2 separate regions of the Mus musculus genome follow, and region 1 is linked to region 2. A link is a contact called in public HiChIP or PLAC-seq data. All regions are on one chromosome and are shown on one strand. Each heading gives the region's core, a stretch centred on a gene start, on an enhancer-like site or on the middle of the called end of the contact. The rest is flanking DNA. Distances are from core to core; before and after follow the strand shown.

Region 1 (3,848 bases), core at 1,082-3,581, 80 kb after region 2:
GTCTTGTCACAGCCTTTGTGATTTTTTTCCCTTTCTTACAAGGAGCAGGCTTCTTCCACAGACTTCCTGAAATGCTTCTGATGTCCACCCAGGGGTGAATTATCATAGAATAGATTCACCTATGTGGATGCGTGTACCCCAGAATCATCACAATGGCCTCGTTCTGTCTGAAGCCTTGCAAAGGTGTGTGATTATATACCCACTTTTCAGATAGGGAAACTGAGAGGTGTCACTGCCGATGACATGTTGGGGTTGGAGACAGGAGTTGTCCTGTCGTCCCACTCCACTGTGCCTGCAGGCACACTGCCACCCTCCCTCCAATGATCTTCTGGACCACGGTTCCTCATGTTTCAGTTTCTTTGTCTGGCTTCCTGAGGCTTCACAGAGCTGTGGCACTAGTGACTAGAAGAAGCCTCATCCCTGGGACTGCGACCACCTTCCCAGCTAGCCCCAATGTGAGTCAGAGTCTTGCTCCTTTTACCCTGAGGAGCCAGCCTTTCAGTGACCTCCCCAAATCCTGTAGTTTTCTGGTTACTTGTTCTGCCCTTTGTGCTGTGTGATCTCCTAAGACTCAGCCTGTCTACAATCCCGAGCCCTGCCAAGCCCATCCCCCTCCCCAAGGGACATCCTGCCTAGCCTACCCCCCCCCCCCCCCCGCAAGGGACACGGTCTTGCCTTCCCTCCAGCATCTCTTGAAATGGGACTTTATTCAGATTGCCCCAGGCACTGGGGTTCCACATGCAAGACAAGCATAGGGGCTGAGCTCCAGCTACACTTTGCACCCAGACTGACCACCAATCACCTTGTACCTATTTTGGTTTTGTTTGTTTTTTGCCATTTCCTGTGATTCTTTGTACTACAGTGGCCCCCTACCTACTTCCCACCCCACTCCAGTGTCCCAAACTCTTACAGAGGAGACGTCAGACTTCCCATATTCATTCTCTCTCTCTCTCTCTCTCTCTCTCTCTCTCTCTCTCTCTCTCTCTCTCTCTCTCTCTCTCCCTCCCTCTCAAAATCATGGGTCCTGCAGGTTCTTGGGTCCTTGTGTTTGTATATTAAGTACTCTACTGACTGAGCTGACTCTCCAACCCTTCCTTATGTTCTTTATGAGGAACACACAGGGTTAAATGGAGGACTGTCAGTGACCTAAAGTGTCAATGAAATGGTTAAAGGGCCCAAAACCTAGCCTCAGCTCATGGGATGCCCACCCTGCAAGAACTCTTCTGTAAGCCCCGAGACACACTGCTTCCATTAGGAGGGAGATAAAGTGTATGTTGTACCGTGGCAGGCGTGCTGCATGTCACCTCTGTTCTGATAAGATTGGCAAACGCTGTCCCCATTTTAGACTAGGGCCAAGGCTCAGAAAGGTTCAGTGTACTCAGTGTGTTTTATCTGTTGGGACTTCTAACATCATGACAGCTCAGCGGGGTGCCTATTTCAGTAACCAGCAAAGTAACCCAGGGAGCTCTCAGACAGCTGAGCCACCTCAACCTTACCTTTACATACCTTCCCTGGATGCTTAGCTCAGTTCTAATCTCCAGATCTTCGTGGAAGCCCCAGGCACCTTAGCCCAGCTCTTTCCTCAAAGAACAAACCTAAATGTCTTCCCCTATGAAGGTCAGAACCCCTGTGTGAGGGGGGAGATGGGAAAAGAGGTGAGCTGCCACCAGAGCTCAGGATAACTGTCTAGACTCTCTGCCAGGGGCCTGCATTTATTCCTTGCTCCGTGCCCCAAAACATCCTCTGCAACATGGACTAAGAAATCCATGTTGTCTCTATCAAGATCTTATCTTTATGCCCAGCTCTCTCAACAATTCAAATGCATGAAAGAGATGGGGCCAGCGTGCTGAGTGAGGAGGGGTGCTCTTCCAATAGACACCCCTGCCTCTGTTGTGTCCTGTGTGCGGTGGGGTGCAAGAAGATGTGACCTAGTCCAGTTCCCCATATCTAGGGCATAGACCTGAAACCACAGGGGGAACCGAGCAGGAGTGGAACCCAGCTCCCCACATCTCCCCTAGAGCTTGTCCATGTTGCAGGGCCCTAGTTGCTCCTCCCTGAGATCCACAGGCTGTCTGGGGACCACTCCTCTCCCCATCTTCCTGTTTCTCTGGGGGAGGGAGCTAGCTCAGTGCCATCTACATATTTTCATCTGAGTTATATTTTGCATAAAGTAAACTTAGCAAACAGACAGCAAGAGCTGCGTGGACGGTATATTTGGCTTTGAAGCATCAGCCTGACAGGCATTTCCTATTCGCTATCTCAGAGACGCACAGCTCGAACGGGTTTTGCTTAAGTGGCATAATTCTCCCACAGTGGAGACAGCTCATTCATTAGTCATTCCAGATACAAAATACTCTTCCGTGAGCCAACTCCACCAACCAGCTCCACAGCCACGGGTCTGCCCGCTGCCCCACCCCCACCCCGCCCGCCTGCCTGCCTTCGGGTGAAGACTTCACCTGATCATCCTAGACCAGGTCAGTAACAGTCACCTGTCTGAGGCTTTCAAGGGACAGCCCACATTGTAGCCTTTCCTTCTTTTTGGAAGAGGAGTGCTGGCTGGTCTCCTCCTCCCACTGGTAGAGACTCCACTGGCCCATAGGGGTGGGGGCCACCTTCCCCTTTCTCCTGAGTCATTGCCACACAGTGTGGAGCTTCAGCAGGGACACTGCTTTGTTTTGCCTTTGTGTTTTTGTTGTTGTTGTTGTTTTGTTTTGTTTTTTAATCTGGAAGCTAAGGTGTCCCGTCTCAGAGGAAACAGTGAAATGTGTCCTGCTTGAGTCTCTCACCAATCTAACCGTGCCTTGATTGGCATGTGTGATCCCTGCACAGAGAGGCCTGATGTCCCCATTTTATAGGTGAGACTATTGTAGATAGGAGAAGTGGTCAGTCAAAGGTTACACAGACCCGTAACTCCCAAAATACACCTCTGTCCTCTGTCCGAGAATCCACCTTTCCTTGTTAGACAAAAGGAAGCATGCTCCTATATTCCAGGATCCCAGAGCAGGGGTGGCAAAGCCACTAACCAGAAATCGGGAGAGTTGCTGTCCTGAGAGGGAGTTTGAAGACATCCTGGAGTATAAGCTAAGGGAGCTGGTAGGGCAGGAGCTGGGACAGACCAGGAGAGGAGAGGAGAGGAGAGGAGAGGAGAGGAGAGGAGAGGAGAGGAGAGGAGAGGAGAGGAGAGGAGAGGAGAGGAGAGGAGAGGAGAGGGATTTCTGTAGTCCTGTGCCCCAGCTTCTCTGAACCTGCCACCCAACACAGCATGACTCTGCATATCAGCGCAAGAAGACTCCATAACAGCCACACAGTGAGAGGTGTGGCCAAGGAGTGTGGAGGGCAGACAGAGCTTACACTGGTGGCCACAGCTGGCAGTACCAACATCTCAGGAAACCCGACTCAAGGTTGGGAGAGGGAGCAATGAGGAGTGTGTGGGGAGAGATATGCAAATTAGAAGTTACACACAGTGCAGAAGCTGCGAGAACCTCAGATCCATGCCTGACTGGCATCTTCCTTGAATAGCCTTCCTTGGGTTGGTCTCAACCCTGCCCCTCTCAGTTCATTCGTCTATGCCTTCTCAAACTATTTGGGTTGATCTGTTTTATATTTATTTTTATGAATGTGTATGTATGTGTCTGTCTGCGTACCTAGGCGGTTCAGGTGTTCAGGTGTAGGTGTTCAGGTGCCCACAGAGTTCAGAAGAGGGCATTGGCTTCCCTGGAGCTGGAGGTGGGACGTTCTGAGCCACCCAACACGTTGGGAGCCAAGCCTCTGTCCCCTGGAAGTGAAGCAAGCATTCTTGAACTGCTGAGCTGTCTCTCTAGCCTGTCAAACTATTTGTTATTTCCAAA
Region 2 (3,944 bases), core at 556-3,055:
GGGAACAAGGTGGATGGGAATGTTGTAACCAAAGTAGCGACGAAGAGAGGCCCAGAAAAAGGCCTAGCTGGGAAGAAAGCTTTGGAGGAGCTCACAAGGCAGACAGGTCAACATCCAGGACACCAGGACATGGCACATTGACTTGGATCCACATAGCAGACTGGAGCAAGAAGCTAAGCTCTCTGTGTGTGTGCTTGTGTGTGTCCAGGCATGATGGTGGCACGGCTCTGAAATTCCAGCGTTCACTAGGCTGAGGCAGTAGGATCTTGAATCCAAGACCAATCTGGGCTACATATCTTGTCATACCTCGTCAGAAAAGAAAGAGGGAGAGAGAGAGAGAGAGAGAGAGGAAGGACAAAAAAGAGCAAGAGCTCATGGGTACATGAGACTATTTGGGGAGGTGGGCAAGATAAGAAAACCAAGACAGAACCCTGAGGAGCCTTATAGAAGCAAGGAGCATACTAGAAGCCTGTGCACAAGTAGCCTGTGTAGAGAGACCGGGGGCGGGGGGTGGGGAGGTGGGGAAGCGCTACAGCAGAGGCTGTTATCTCAGTCAGAGACCGGGTATGTGTGTGGGGTGTGGGGGGATTGGGGAGGTGGGGGGGTCAGTGGCTGAGAGGAAATGGGGCATCAAATAGGAGGGGCGGAGCTATACAGCCGGAGGCAGGGGCACCTCTGGCCTCAGGTTTTCTATTTTCCCTGCCAATTATAGGTGAGAGAGGGGGCCACCAGGAAGCTGAGCGGGTGGTGAAGGTTTAGAACAGAGGCTGACCACTGGGGCCTGGAGGCCAGGCTGAAGTCAGGGACCATAAATCTGGGGTGGCACCAGTTTGCACGGTTGGTTGGTTTTCCTGTGCCTTCCAGTAGCCTGGAAATCGTGATGGGGAAAGCAGATGACTGGGTCCTCCAGGGCTGGGGAAGGCAGGGCACGGGGCCGTGGGAATGGAGGTGCCAGATCCCAACACATCACTGGAGGAGAAAGGAGAGCCAGGGAAAAAGGACAGCTTGGCAGCGTCTGAGGTCGGCACTTGGTTCCGTAGCTGAATGAAAGAGAATAGGAGAGATCTGTGAATGGAGACCGGCTTCATGAAAAGAAGGGAATTAGGTTCTGGCCTACAAAGGGGATGCTGGTATTTAAGATTGTGTAGGTGTCCAGTGTGTATGATATCACAAATCTATAATGTTGCCCTTGCAGGACACTGAAGCAGGAGGTTATGGAGTTTGAGCCAACCTGGGCTACACCATGAGGCCCTGGCTCCAAAAAGAAAACAAACAGAAGAGCCCAGTGCAACCCAACCAACACAAAGATCTTTTCTTAGAAAAAGATTCGTTTTATTTTTAATTGCGTGTATACGTGTGGTTTTACATCCACGAATGCAGTACCCAAGGAGGTCAAAAGAGGGCATCAGGTCCCCTGGAGCGGGACTTCCTGACAATTGTGAGCTGCCTGATGTAGGTGCTGGGAACCACATTCTGGTCCTCTGTGAGAGTGACATATGCTTTATCTAACTGCTGAGCCATACGGGTGGGTGGCTGAGAGGGAGAGGCGATCCCTGGAGGTCTGGGGCACAGGAGATGAAACTTAAGGATGTAGGGATGCCCTAGGTTTAGGCAAGTTCCCAGGATAATAGCAGGAGGTGGGAGGCAGAGGGACCTGTTACTGGGTCCTCATGGCTGGGGGGCCTCTGGCTAGATAATCCACATGACCAGCCAGGGTTGGGGGACCAGGTACTATATGGCTAGAGTCAAATCTCAAGATGTACCTTTCCGTGGAAGAGGAAGTAGAAGGGGCTGAGATGGCAGACTAAGGCAGAAAAATGCTGACACTCCCTCCCAACTGACTGGCTCTGACCTCTGACTTCCTGTGGGTTCCTCGGAATGCTTTAAAAAAAAAATCATTTATAAGCCAGGCAGTGGTGGCATATGCCTTTAATCCCAGGACTTGGGAGACAGAGACAGGCAAATTTCTGAGTTCAAGGCCAGCCTGGTCTATAGAGTGAGTTCCAGGACAGCCAGGGCTATACAGAGAAACCATGACTCAAAAACAAAAACAAAAACAAAACAAACAAACAAAACCAACAAAAATATCGCTTATTTTTATGTACGTTGGTGTTTTGGCTGCATGTATGTCTGTGTAAGGGTGTTGGATCCCCCCTGAAACAGGAGTTGCAGACAGTTGAGAGCTGTCATGTGGGTGTTGGGAATTGAACCTGAATTCTCTGAAGAACAGCCAGTGCTCTTAACTGCTGAGCCATCTCTCCAGCCCCAGGAGAGGTGGTCTTGACTAGCATTATTCTTTGAGCCTGAAACACACCGCTCTCCCTGGCATGTGCACAGCCCCGATGTTGATTTCCTGTAAGCCATAGTGTAGGAAGATTGAAGCCCCTGTATGCTGGGATCCCACAGGCTCTGAGAAATGGGTTGTGGTATGGTGACAGTGTGGGGACACTCTGACCCTCCTCTGCCCTGTCCACATTGCCCTGGGGCACACAGCCATTTCTACCTTCCTAGCTGCCTGTATTAAAGTAACACAGAGCTGTCAATGACTTTGACAGTGGGTAAGGAAGGCCAGCAGAGTTCCTGGGGTAACACTCTGTCTAAATGCCTTCAAAGCTTTCAAGGCCCAGCTAAGGGCTTCACCCTGCACTGACTCCCACTTATTTATATCAGGAACTCTGATAAGACAAAAACTTCTCCCATTCATCTTTTTGATGCCAGTCTTTCAAGTGGTTGCTTGGGGTTTGTGTTTTCCGTGTGATTTTTGTCTTGGAGCAAGGCCTCTGAAGGAAGCCTGGGGACAAGGTGACAGGGTTCTAATGGAGCAGCTCCTATTTTGCTCCTGGGGCCAGTGGATGCCGATGGATTCCTGCATCTCTAGGATGAGGACTTGCTAAGTGAGGATCACCCACCCACCCACACACACAAGGGCAAGAGTGGGGTTTGGGAGTGTAGAGGTTCCAGAAGCTGCCAGAGAGACTTTGTAGACACTTGACCAGCCCAGGGCTCTGACGTAATGGGTGGTGGATGGGGGTTGGCCAGGACCTTAAGAGTTGTTGAAAGGTACTTCTGAGTGAGCAGGGCTTTGAGGAACATGGTAAAGCACATAGTGGGACTAACACCTATGTGAGCACCACTCAGCCAGTCATGTGATATGACATAAATAAGCCCATTCTCAACACTACAAGGATGGTCCTTTCCATTGGTAGCATTAGGGACTTTCCAGCAGGCCTGAGCACTCCCTTCTCCTCCTGTGTTTTTGCATACTGAGTGCTTTGGCTAGCCCCTGCAGCTCATGGTGGTAGGCCCTATCTGCACTCAGGGGCCTTGTGTGGCAGTTGAACCAGAGTCCCTTACCTCTGAAGAAGAGCTGACATGAGTAACCAGTTAGTAGTCCCTGCGGCCACCATGTCGTGGCCACCATCCTGCCCACAGCGGAGGTATGCAGGAACGCAGCTGCATCCAGATACAGGTGTTCACTTTCAGCTCTGCGGCTCTGGGCCTTCCGTGCATTCCTCCTCACTTGCTGGCCAAGGAGTCTGTCATAGGGTGCTGACAGAGGTAGTGACTGTGCCCAGGAGATGGCCAATGGGGTTTGTAGTTCTGAGGAGTGCAGCTCTGGAGTGAGGGGGCTGAGAGCACCTGTGACCATTAGGAAGGCTTTTATGAGCCTCTTACACCAAGCGGCTTCCTCCCCCAGCTCTGCAGCATAGCAAGGTTTCCTGTTTGCTCCCAAGCAGATGGAGCTGGAATCTCTCAGTACCTATTCCCATTCATAAATCACAGAGTCACAGCCCATCCTGGGTGCTAGAGCCATCAATCTAATTACCGTGAGGCATGTGTGTGTATGTGCTCAAGAGTGCCTGTGAGTGTGTGTACAAGCACACATGCATATGTGCACACACATGTGTGCACGTGTGTAGGGTGGGAAGAGGAGCTGTGAGCAT

Evidence for each region. HiChIP or PLAC-seq counts read pairs in DNA pulled down with a chosen protein or histone mark.
Region 1: an H3K4me3 HiChIP or PLAC-seq map of bone marrow-derived macrophages shows a contact between it and region 2, with 2.5 times the contacts expected there. The contact joins two enhancer-like sites. A contact is called at or near these places in 1 of 15 datasets of contacts at CTCF or cohesin (the NIH/3T3 cell line), 2 of 484 Hi-C or Micro-C datasets (cortical neurons and muscle stem cells), 4 of 115 datasets of contacts at active chromatin or transcription factors (bone marrow-derived macrophages, embryonic stem cells, pancreatic cancer cells and 1 more) and 1 of 9 other capture datasets (embryonic stem cells).

The regions. Positions count from the first base shown.
Region 1 is chr16:21,356,295-21,360,142 of GRCm38.p6, forward strand. No RefSeq gene overlaps it. Among named protein-coding and RNA genes, the nearest start is that of Gm36224, 33 kb to the right of the region's middle. Within about 2 kb of position 2,332, at least 60 of the 459 cell types and tissues checked have an H3K27ac peak or open chromatin away from gene starts, as enhancers often do. A contact at or near this core is called in bone marrow-derived macrophages, where this site is marked.
Region 2 is chr16:21,277,191-21,281,134 of GRCm38.p6, forward strand. It overlaps Gm16863 (predicted gene, 16863), which reads right to left. Exons shown (of 5, transcript NR_046162.1): 3 at 3,355-3,639. Among named protein-coding and RNA genes, the nearest start is that of Gm16863, 18 kb to the right of the region's middle. Within about 2 kb of position 1,806, at least 6 of the 459 cell types and tissues checked have an H3K27ac peak or open chromatin away from gene starts, as enhancers often do. A contact at or near this core is called in bone marrow-derived macrophages, where this site is marked.